2 separate regions of the Gossypium arboreum genome follow, and region 2 is linked to region 1. Evidence: chromatin contacts called from public Hi-C data. All regions are on one chromosome and are shown on one strand. Each heading gives the region's core, a stretch centred on a gene start, on an enhancer-like site or on the middle of the called end of the contact. The rest is flanking DNA. Distances are from core to core; before and after follow the strand shown. Region 1 holds the start of LOC108453988 (structural maintenance of chromosomes protein 4). Region 2 holds the start of LOC108454626 (protease Do-like 8, chloroplastic).

Evidence for each region. Hi-C and Micro-C count contacts between places; a contact is called where the count stands out from the background.
Region 2: a Hi-C map of leaf shows a contact between it and region 1, with 5 times the contacts expected there. The contact joins the promoter of LOC108454626 here to the promoter of LOC108453988 in region 1. A contact is called at or near these places in 2 of 5 Hi-C or Micro-C datasets (both in leaf).

The regions. Positions count from the first base shown.
Region 1 is chr9:3,432,059-3,436,651 of ASM2569848v2, forward strand. It overlaps LOC108453988 (structural maintenance of chromosomes protein 4), which reads right to left and starts at 2,825. Exons shown (of 28, transcript XM_017752262.2): 1 at 2,510-2,825; 2 at 1,614-1,703; 3 at 1,351-1,452; 4 at 938-1,114; 5 at 724-854; 6 at 446-524; 7 at 200-357; 8 at 38-113. The coding sequence starts at 2,659. LOC108454483 (a long non-coding RNA gene) reads left to right here and starts at 4,589. Exons shown (of 3, transcript XR_008270658.1): 1 at 4,589-4,593.
Region 2 is chr9:3,777,936-3,782,450 of ASM2569848v2, forward strand. LOC108454626 (protease Do-like 8, chloroplastic) reads left to right here and starts at 2,121. Exons shown (of 13, transcript XM_017753151.2): 1 at 2,121-2,493; 2 at 3,064-3,194; 3 at 4,123-4,205; 4 at 4,326-4,424. The coding sequence starts at 2,336.

The DNA of each region.
Region 1 (4,593 bases), core at 1,575-4,074:
CATATCACTGTGAAGCATACACCAATCAAATGCGAACCTCTTTTCTTATCAGGTGCTTGTTGTGCACAGACTCAATCTCCTTCAACCTCTTACTGCTCTCCTGAATCTCTTCCCTGAATTAGGACATCGTAACTGTAAATCCTAATTACATATTGAAGCATAAATATGAATACTGAATGCATATCTTAAACAGAACAACCTTTTATTCTTCAAATTTTCTTCTAAGTTGGAAACGTTTTCCCGTAATTCTACCATTTTCAAATTGGTATCTTCATGGGCCAATTTTGCAGCTTTCTCTTGCCATTTCAAGAGAGAAAGCTCTTTCAACATGTACGCTTCTGCCTCATTCTTAACATCCTATTGCACAGAAAATATAACAGTTCAAGTACATATATTATAGATGATACCAATTTAAAAAAAGGGGAAAATAGCATCATTAACAAACCTCCAAGCTATCTCTTTCTTTCTCTGCTAATTTAACCATTTGCACAACACCTGATCGTTTTTCATTGAGACTTTCTAACCTGGAAGCAAAAAGGGAAACAACATAAAATAGTGTTAAGACATATACAAGTCTAGAAGACAGTTACTAGTAATCTATTCACTATGGTGGACTGTCTTGATAGCTACTAGCAAACAAGGTGATAAAAAACAAGTTAAAAGGTCTCGAGTACTAGTGTCAAAAATAGCAAAACATTCTGTGTACACAGGAAAAATACTCACTCCTTAGATGATTCGTCAATCTTTTCAACATATTTGTTTGTTCCTATTATGTCCTCCAAATATTCAAGGAAACCTTCATCATGAGGCCCTTGTGCTTTTGGCTTCATGAGCGAAATTTGCTCAACCTCACCCTGATAATAACTATTAAAACATGAATAAAAGTAGAACAAGAACTTGAAATTTCTAAATATTAAACCTTTTGAATATACTGAACCTGAAGAATAAGAAACCGATTGTTGTCAAGATCAACTCCTTTCCCTTTCAGTTTCTTTGTAACTTCTGTAAAGTTACTAGCACGGTTATTGATGTAATATTTGGATGAGTTATCCCGAAATGCAACCCGGGAAATAACAAATTCACTTCCTGGAACAGCTTCATATGTCCCGTCATCCTGCAGTCAGTAGAGAGTTAGTTCCAAAGTAGCACCACCTTAAGATTCTTAAATTCCATGATATTGGGACATAAAACAGTGAAATTGAATGGTTTAAAACTCAAGGGTTTTGCAGATTAAGCGCCTAGAAAAAAATTGCAGCATTTAGCTTCCCAAAACCTCTGTTTATAACCACTCGGTCACTAGGTGAAAAGCCTACACCCAAAATCAAGAAAAACAAAATGAAAAAGACTCACCAGATCAATAATCTCCTGAAAATGAACAGAAACACCAGCACTATCAAGATTTTGATGATTAGTTGAATTGTGAATAAGCTCAGAAACTTTATTAAGCCGCATCTGCACAATTAGATCAGCAAAATCAAGCACGAAAGGATATAGAAAAAGGGAAATCTTCAAAAAGTACTGCCAGGTATATGATTAGAAGTACCATTGTAGCTACATAGGAACAAAAAAGAAGATAAATACCCAAATAATAGAATTTTGCTAATAAAAACTACCTGCTTTGCTCTCTTCCCAAATACAAAAAGCATGGCATCTATCACATTGCTTTTACCACTTCCATTTGGCCCAACCACAGCAGAAAAGCTCTAAATTTCATCGAAACAAGAAAAGAAATCGGGGGGAACAGAGAGAAAGAGTTTAAACTTTATAGTTAGTGGAAGAAATATTAAATTCCTAAGATGAAAAGTAAAATTTGAGGACAAAATGATATCTTTTTAGCCTACTCAATAGTACAGTGAACAAACTTAAAGAAACTAAGACTTGAAATACGAAAGATAATTATTTGAAAAAGTCATAATTTGAGTTAAATTTTTGAACTTGTCATATAGACTAGCAACTTGCCACTCAATTTTCCACCTCTTTCTCGCAACCAAAAGAAGGGAACACTAAGAACAGAAAAAATAAATTATCTCAAATTCAATTCGTGCAATTATCATATCATTTTACATTTTTTTTCTTGGCAACCAAGCAGGAGTTAGACTACTAACAAACAAACTAAAAGCTTACTTTCTACATCTAACTATTAAAAAAAAAAAAAAAAAGGTAATCGAAAATATAAATTTTTGAAATGTTCATCAATCTGGAATTTTCTTTCTCGATTTCCAGTGCTTTCTCAGTAACCAAAAGGAAACCGTTAAAATTACAACAAAAAGGAGAAAAAAAAAAGAAAGCTATTCGAGTTGAAGTCATGTAATTTTTAATTTCCTTCTCAGTTCTTCATTTTCTCAAAAGAAAAAAAAACGAAATAATGAACTAATAACGAAAGGAAAAGCTAATCCAAGTTGAGTCCGTGGAATTATTACATAAATTTTGCAATTTTCCTTCTCAATTTCCAAACTTTCCTAGAAACCAAAAAAAAATATCAAAATTAAACGATAAAAGAAAATATAACCTTGTGAAAGGGACCGACGCGCTGTTCACCGGCATAAGACTTGAAGTTCCTCATCACCATCTCGTTAATTACTAACCTCGGTCCTCGAGATCCCACTTGGGCCTGCTCTGGTTCGCGAGTCGCGAACTCATCCTTCGTTTCCACCCCCATACGGAAATGAGCGGCTGCTGAGTCAACTCGCTGCTGTTGAATCGGTTTGAGACTTCGAGACGATTTGATGGAATAAACAAGTAAAAGGAAGATGAAAAAGTTTAATAAGTATTTGAGCGAAATTTCAAAAGGGATATTTTAGCGGGAATTTGAAATGAAAAAAACATAAATGGGCCTTCGTTCGGCCCTTTTGACCATTAATAAGCTTCTGAAACTTGCACATTGCAAAAATAAAACACACATCGTTTATGTTTTTTTAAGGCATAATGACAATTTTAGTTCTTACTGTTTACTCATTTTCTCACTTTAGTCCTAATTTTTTTTATGGATCGCTTTGGTTCTCAACCTTCAAATTTTAGTCAAATTACTTCTTGTTAAATAGAAAAGCTCACTGAAAATTAAGATTTTAATAGCCCTAGCGTTGTAACGCGTGTGGCAATTCACGTGTACTTCATTGTTGATGTGGTTATATTTTAAAAAATGAACCTTTTATAATTTGTTGAATTTTTAAAAAATATTTTTTTATAAAGTATACATGGACTATCATGTGAGTCGTCATATAGTGCCATTAAAATTGGTGACTAAAATAACAAAATAAGTAAACATTAAGAACTAAATTAGTGAACAAAGTCCAACACTAGTCGAAGTATCATGGCTAGTTTTCTTAGCCAATTGGATTCCCAAACAATATATTGGCAAAAAAAAAAAAAAAAGGTAAATACTTTTGGTCATGTATGTCATCAATTTGTTAAGTTATAATCATTGGCCCATTAAATAGCATTATCGATATAACAGTAAATTGAAGTATCGCATTAATATCATCATTTTCATATGAAAATTTCAAGTTACATTATACAACTAATCCCTATACTTTTTTTTTTAACAATTTAATTCTTTTTCTTTTAACTTTGTCTTTTGTTTTCTTTTCCTCTTTCATTTTTCTTCCTCTTTCTTTATCCTCTTTTCTCCTTTTTTTTTTCTTTTCTTTTCATGAAAGTTTGCATGATAAAACAATATTATGATTGAGATAGAAATCACATTCATTTGAAATGAGGTCATATGGTATTCATCTACGACTTAGTTATATATTAAGAAGGCATAAATATTTATTTGGCTCTTTAATTTTATAAAAAAATTAATTTAGTCTTTTATTTAATTTTTCGTCTCTTTTAACCTTTAAATCTATGTTATTTGTCAAATCACTCTAAAATAGATAAAAAATTAATATTTGTCAAATTTTTTGACGTGGTATACACGTAGATTGCCATGTAGATGCCGTGTTAGTAATAAATTAAATTTTTAAATTTTAAGAAATTCAAAAAATTATTAAAATTATTTTTAAAAGTATAAAATTATAAAAATTTAAAATTAATTAATTGCCAAAATGTCATAAACATGATATATATGGGCTATCATGTGGATTCGTCATCAGTTAACAAAAATTAACTTTTTCATCCATTTTGAGATGATTTAGCAAATAATACAAATTCAAAGTTTAAAATTGATACATGAAATAAGTTTTTATGCCTGCAAGAATTGTTAACATTATGTTTTTGTTTTTTTTTCAACCCAACAAAAGGTGCTTATATTATTATGAAAGAAGCACCAAGCAAGTACCCTCAAAATGCTAGCATGTCACAATTACCAAAAAAAAAGGGTAAAGTGCATGCTTTTAAAGAAAAATGACAACAATTTGTAGTTTTTTTTTTTTAATAAAATCTGGGACTTTGTATTAAAAATGGGCCCCGGCATGAAATTCATTACAATAGCAAAAGAAGAAAAAATAACTTAAAACCTACAAACAGGACTTGTTATTCCTACTAAAACATATACCTAAACCAAGCCCAAACCCAAATTTTCCTAAGCCCACCAGGCCCTATTTTGATACCCCGTATGCCAAGCATCGTTATCTGAGATAGCCCCCATCGCTTTCA
Region 2 (4,515 bases), core at 871-3,370, 350 kb after region 1:
AGCATAAAGACGCTGCTTCATATGCAACTTGCTTGTTAGAGTTTTCGACATACATATTTGTTCTAGCCTCTTCCATAATGCATGCATAGTCTTCTCTTTCATCACATCCTGCGAATTTCGTTGGACAAATGCAGATGTAATTGTGTTAACGCCTTTCGATCCTTACGCTTCTTCTCTTCATCTGCTAATGTCGAAGGCATCTTATCTATTCCTAGCAGGACATCCTCCAGATCCATCTGCGCAAGACCTGCTTGCATTTTAATCTGCCACAACGCAAATCTGGTATTGCGATCCAATAGCGGAATTTCATACTTCAAAGAAGCCATTACCGTGATCGAGATGAATAACTCGGAAGCTCGGATACCAATTTGTGAAAAAAAAATAAAAAATAAAAAAATAAAAAACACACAGATTTTTACGTGAAAACCCTTTCGGGAAAAAATCACGGGCAGAGGAGAAGAAAATTCACTATGTTGAATTCGAATTTAATTACAAGAGGAATAGACTATATCTATTTATAGGCTTGTAAAGCAATATTCTAGTAAGACTGAAACACCTTATTCTAATAAATATCAAATATATAGAATTTAATAAGGTTTAAAAAACTTTATTCTAAAATAAAATAAAAGAAGTGTAATTCTATATGGATTCTTCTTTTATTTTATTTTACCACTGTATTTTATTTAAATAAGGATTCGGGTCACTTAATTTTAACATCCAAAGACCATTCCAGTTCCTTGGTTGATGAGATGTCTAATCTTGTCCCCACGAGGTCAATCCAAGTAGCAGAAGCAATGACTATTCTTATTGTGTGTTGTCTTGCAAAGGAATAGGATTGGTTGCATTTCATCTTTTGACTCTGATTATCAGAATGTGATTATTCAACTAAATTCAGCATTATTACAATGTTATTTTTATTGGTTATATGATTATTGAGTGAATTTTTTTTATTTTAAAATTGCACACCAAAAATTATAATGAAAAATTGTAACAATATTAACAATTGAACCTAAATTTTTAAATTTGAAAAGTAGAGACTAAAATTTCGAAAATAAGAGTACAATGACTACATTTCAAATTTGAAAAAAGTAGAAAGACTTATAGCACACTTTAACCTTATAATAAAAGAAAATGTCACATTAGTGTTGTAATTCATCATATGATCAATAAAACCTTTGACTAAGTTAGTGTCACGAGCCAACGGGACACCAACTCGGTTAGAAAATTATGGGAATGTACTTTCGTAATAAAAATAAGTAATATTATTCAAAGATATTTTAAATTAATATTATTTGAGGTTATTTTTATTTTTCACTTAAAAATCAAAGGAAATTATGGGAATGCCCTTCCGTAATAAAAATAAGTAATGTTATTAGAGGATATTTTAGTCTTTTACATAAAAAAACTAATAAGCCTTTTCGTAATAAAAATAATTGATATTGTTTGAGGATATTTTAAAGTAATATTAGTGGATGGTATTTTAGTCTTTTCACTTTATAAAAAACCAAATAAATTATGAGAATACCCTTCCATAATAAAAATTAATCTTTTCACTGTAAATAAATCAATAAAAATATGCATACGATGAGATTAGAACACATGTCAATTGCATTAGTAAAACCTTTAATTTAAAACTCAACTAAATATTTATTTTGATATTTTATACATTTTAATTTTATTATGCACATTTTATTACCTTCTTCCGTTCTTATTAATTAGTTTCAAACAATACGATTCATTGTTTATTGTCTGTTCTTTTGATTTCCTTTTAATCTAATTTGTTAATTTTAATAATATACTGAATTTTATGTGTTATTAAACATTAATTTTAAATCATATGTTTAATTATTTATTGGATACTATTTTTAAAAATACATTTATATTTCGAATTTATGAGTTACACACATACTAAGTGTTATAGGATTTCCAGTGTGTATTAAACACAAATAAAGAACTGTTTCAAATAAATTAACAGGTGAAACAAAAATATTGTTCGGACAAAAATGCAGTTCCAAATGTAGAAACTGGAATTCATCACAGAGGGATTAAATTCGTAAAAAATGAAAAATACAAGAACCCTTTATAAAATTTGACCTAATGCATATTGTCGAAAGTAGAGGATATTTTTTGAAATTGGAACATAAATGTGGTTCTTTTAATTAAGTAATTCCATATCTGAAAAAAACAGACGAAAAATAGTAGATTATCATCATCTACTCAAACTCCATTTATACTGCAACTTAGCTTCAAAGACGACCCCAAAACAAAATATTTATTTTATTTTTTACTCAAAAATTTCTGCAACTCATCTTAGTTCACAGTTAACCCAAAAAAAATGCAAGTTTTGGTCTGCAGCAATTCGTGCTCATTAAACCTTAATAGCAACAACGTTAAGAGTCACTTGCTCATGGGTCGTCGCGAACTCTTGTCTACTTTATGTTCCACTGGTTCCCATAAAGAAATCGTTTCTCACAAACCCATTTCCATTTTAAGGTTGGTTTTCGCTTTCCTTCACTATTTTCTGCTAATTTTCTTTTATACCCATTTAGCTTTCAAGTTCTCTTTGCTTGGTGAAATTAATAAATTTCAGTTTTTTACCGCTTCTAATTACTTTTTCTTTGGTTCAATTTAATTCGAGTGTGATTTGTTTTTCTAGTATTTGTAGGAGTATTTGTGCTTGTGTTTTAATGTGTATGCATGTATATTCATGTATGGATTTATGTACAGAAGCACCATTACAATGTGGTTTATGTATCAATGTAAGCATCCGTATATATGTGAATGTACATGAGTATGTGGTCATTTATGTGTGTGAGCATTTTCAGCTGTCACTGTATGTGGATACTCAATTACTCCTGTATGTAATACATGTTCATGTATATACTTAGCTATGAATATTGATCTGTTTTTTTCTTTTACTGAAAATCCAATGCTAAAGGCTAAGATTGGTAATTTGTATACTTGTCATTGCTGTTACAGAAATTGATTCCAACATACATTTTTATTTTGTGCTGTTTTTTTAGTTGTTCATTGTTTTAAATATTGCTTTATTGATGCTTTTAGGATGATTAGTGAACGAATGGCCGATTTTGGTGAGGTAATAATAGGTAAAAGTATACCCTTTGCGACAAGGAGGGTACTTCTTGCTGGTCTTTTTGCCTGTTGGACTTTTCATCCTTCAAGGTACTTATCAGGTGTGCACATTTCAGCTCCAATTTGCCCTTAGCTGCTTTAAGAACTTAATTCATATGAACCGCTTCTGTTGGCTGCTGAAATATTGAAATCTTCCCTGCTTTATTGATAATTTTGTTTAGCGAGTACATTGTCATTCAAAACTAAGCTTACTTATGTAAATGACTTGAAATCTGGTGTCACCTATTTTAATTTACTTTCATTAAAATTTGTAGCTGTAGTGAACTTGCAGCCACTTTTAGGGTGTGCTTGGTTGAGTGGAAAAGTGGAGGATGGAAAGAGAAAGTGGAAAATTGGAAAAAAAAAAAGGGTGTGCTAGATAGGGAAGAAAAATGAAAAGAAAGAAAATAAGAGAGATGAACTTTGTAGAGGGTTCTTTGGTAGAGAGAGGAACGGTTGCAACAAGCAATCAAAGCGTACCAAGAGAAGGTGGAGAGGAAGACTAGGGTAGAACCTATAATTCATCGAGCGTGGCGACAGTAGGTGGTTTGTAAAGTGCAGAAAAGGGAAGTGTGGCTTAGAATAAAATTGAGCGAAGGAATAAGTTGAGAAAGTTTTAAAGAGAGTTTTTGAGAGTCAACATGCCAAAAGTTCCATTTTTTCCCTCTCATTTTTCAACACTACCAAGTTATGAATGGAAAGAAAATTAGTTTTTTTCTTTTAATTTTTCTATCTTTCCTACCAAGCATACCAATGGAAAAAAAATATACTTTTTCTATCTTTATATTTTTCTACTCCAATTTTCTTTTCATTCTACCAAGAAAAGCCTTATTGTTTGAAAAGGAGCCAAAAAAAGTAATAAATGGAAGTCATGCTGTTGGAAGGATGTGGTGTGAGTGGCCTTCAAGTTTAATGTTATTCCTTCCTTCTTGCTATCTCTGTTCTTTTAGCAATTTGCTTTTGATAACGGGATACATTGTGGATGTGCAGCTCAAGCATTGGGGGATCCCTCAGTGACAGTTGAAGATGTAACTCCTCCAGTTCTCCCTTCTGGAGTGCTCTTCCCTTCTGAGGTTCATTTTCAATGAATGATTTTGTTGTGCTCGCTTTGGAATTCAGTGATAGTTTATAGTTCTGGGCTCTTCTGTAGTGGTAGTTACCATGTGTTAAATATATACATGTCATTTTGGCAGGAAAGAACCGTCCAACTCTTTGAAAGGAATACATATTCTGTTGTCAACATTTTTGATGTAACATTGCGCCCTCAACTTAATGTAACTGGTGCTGTTGAGGTATATTTCTGATTCTCTTATTCACTGAAGCATGCTTATGACAAAGATGGCTCATAATCTCCCCCTTGTTCTCTCTCATGCATAAGTATTT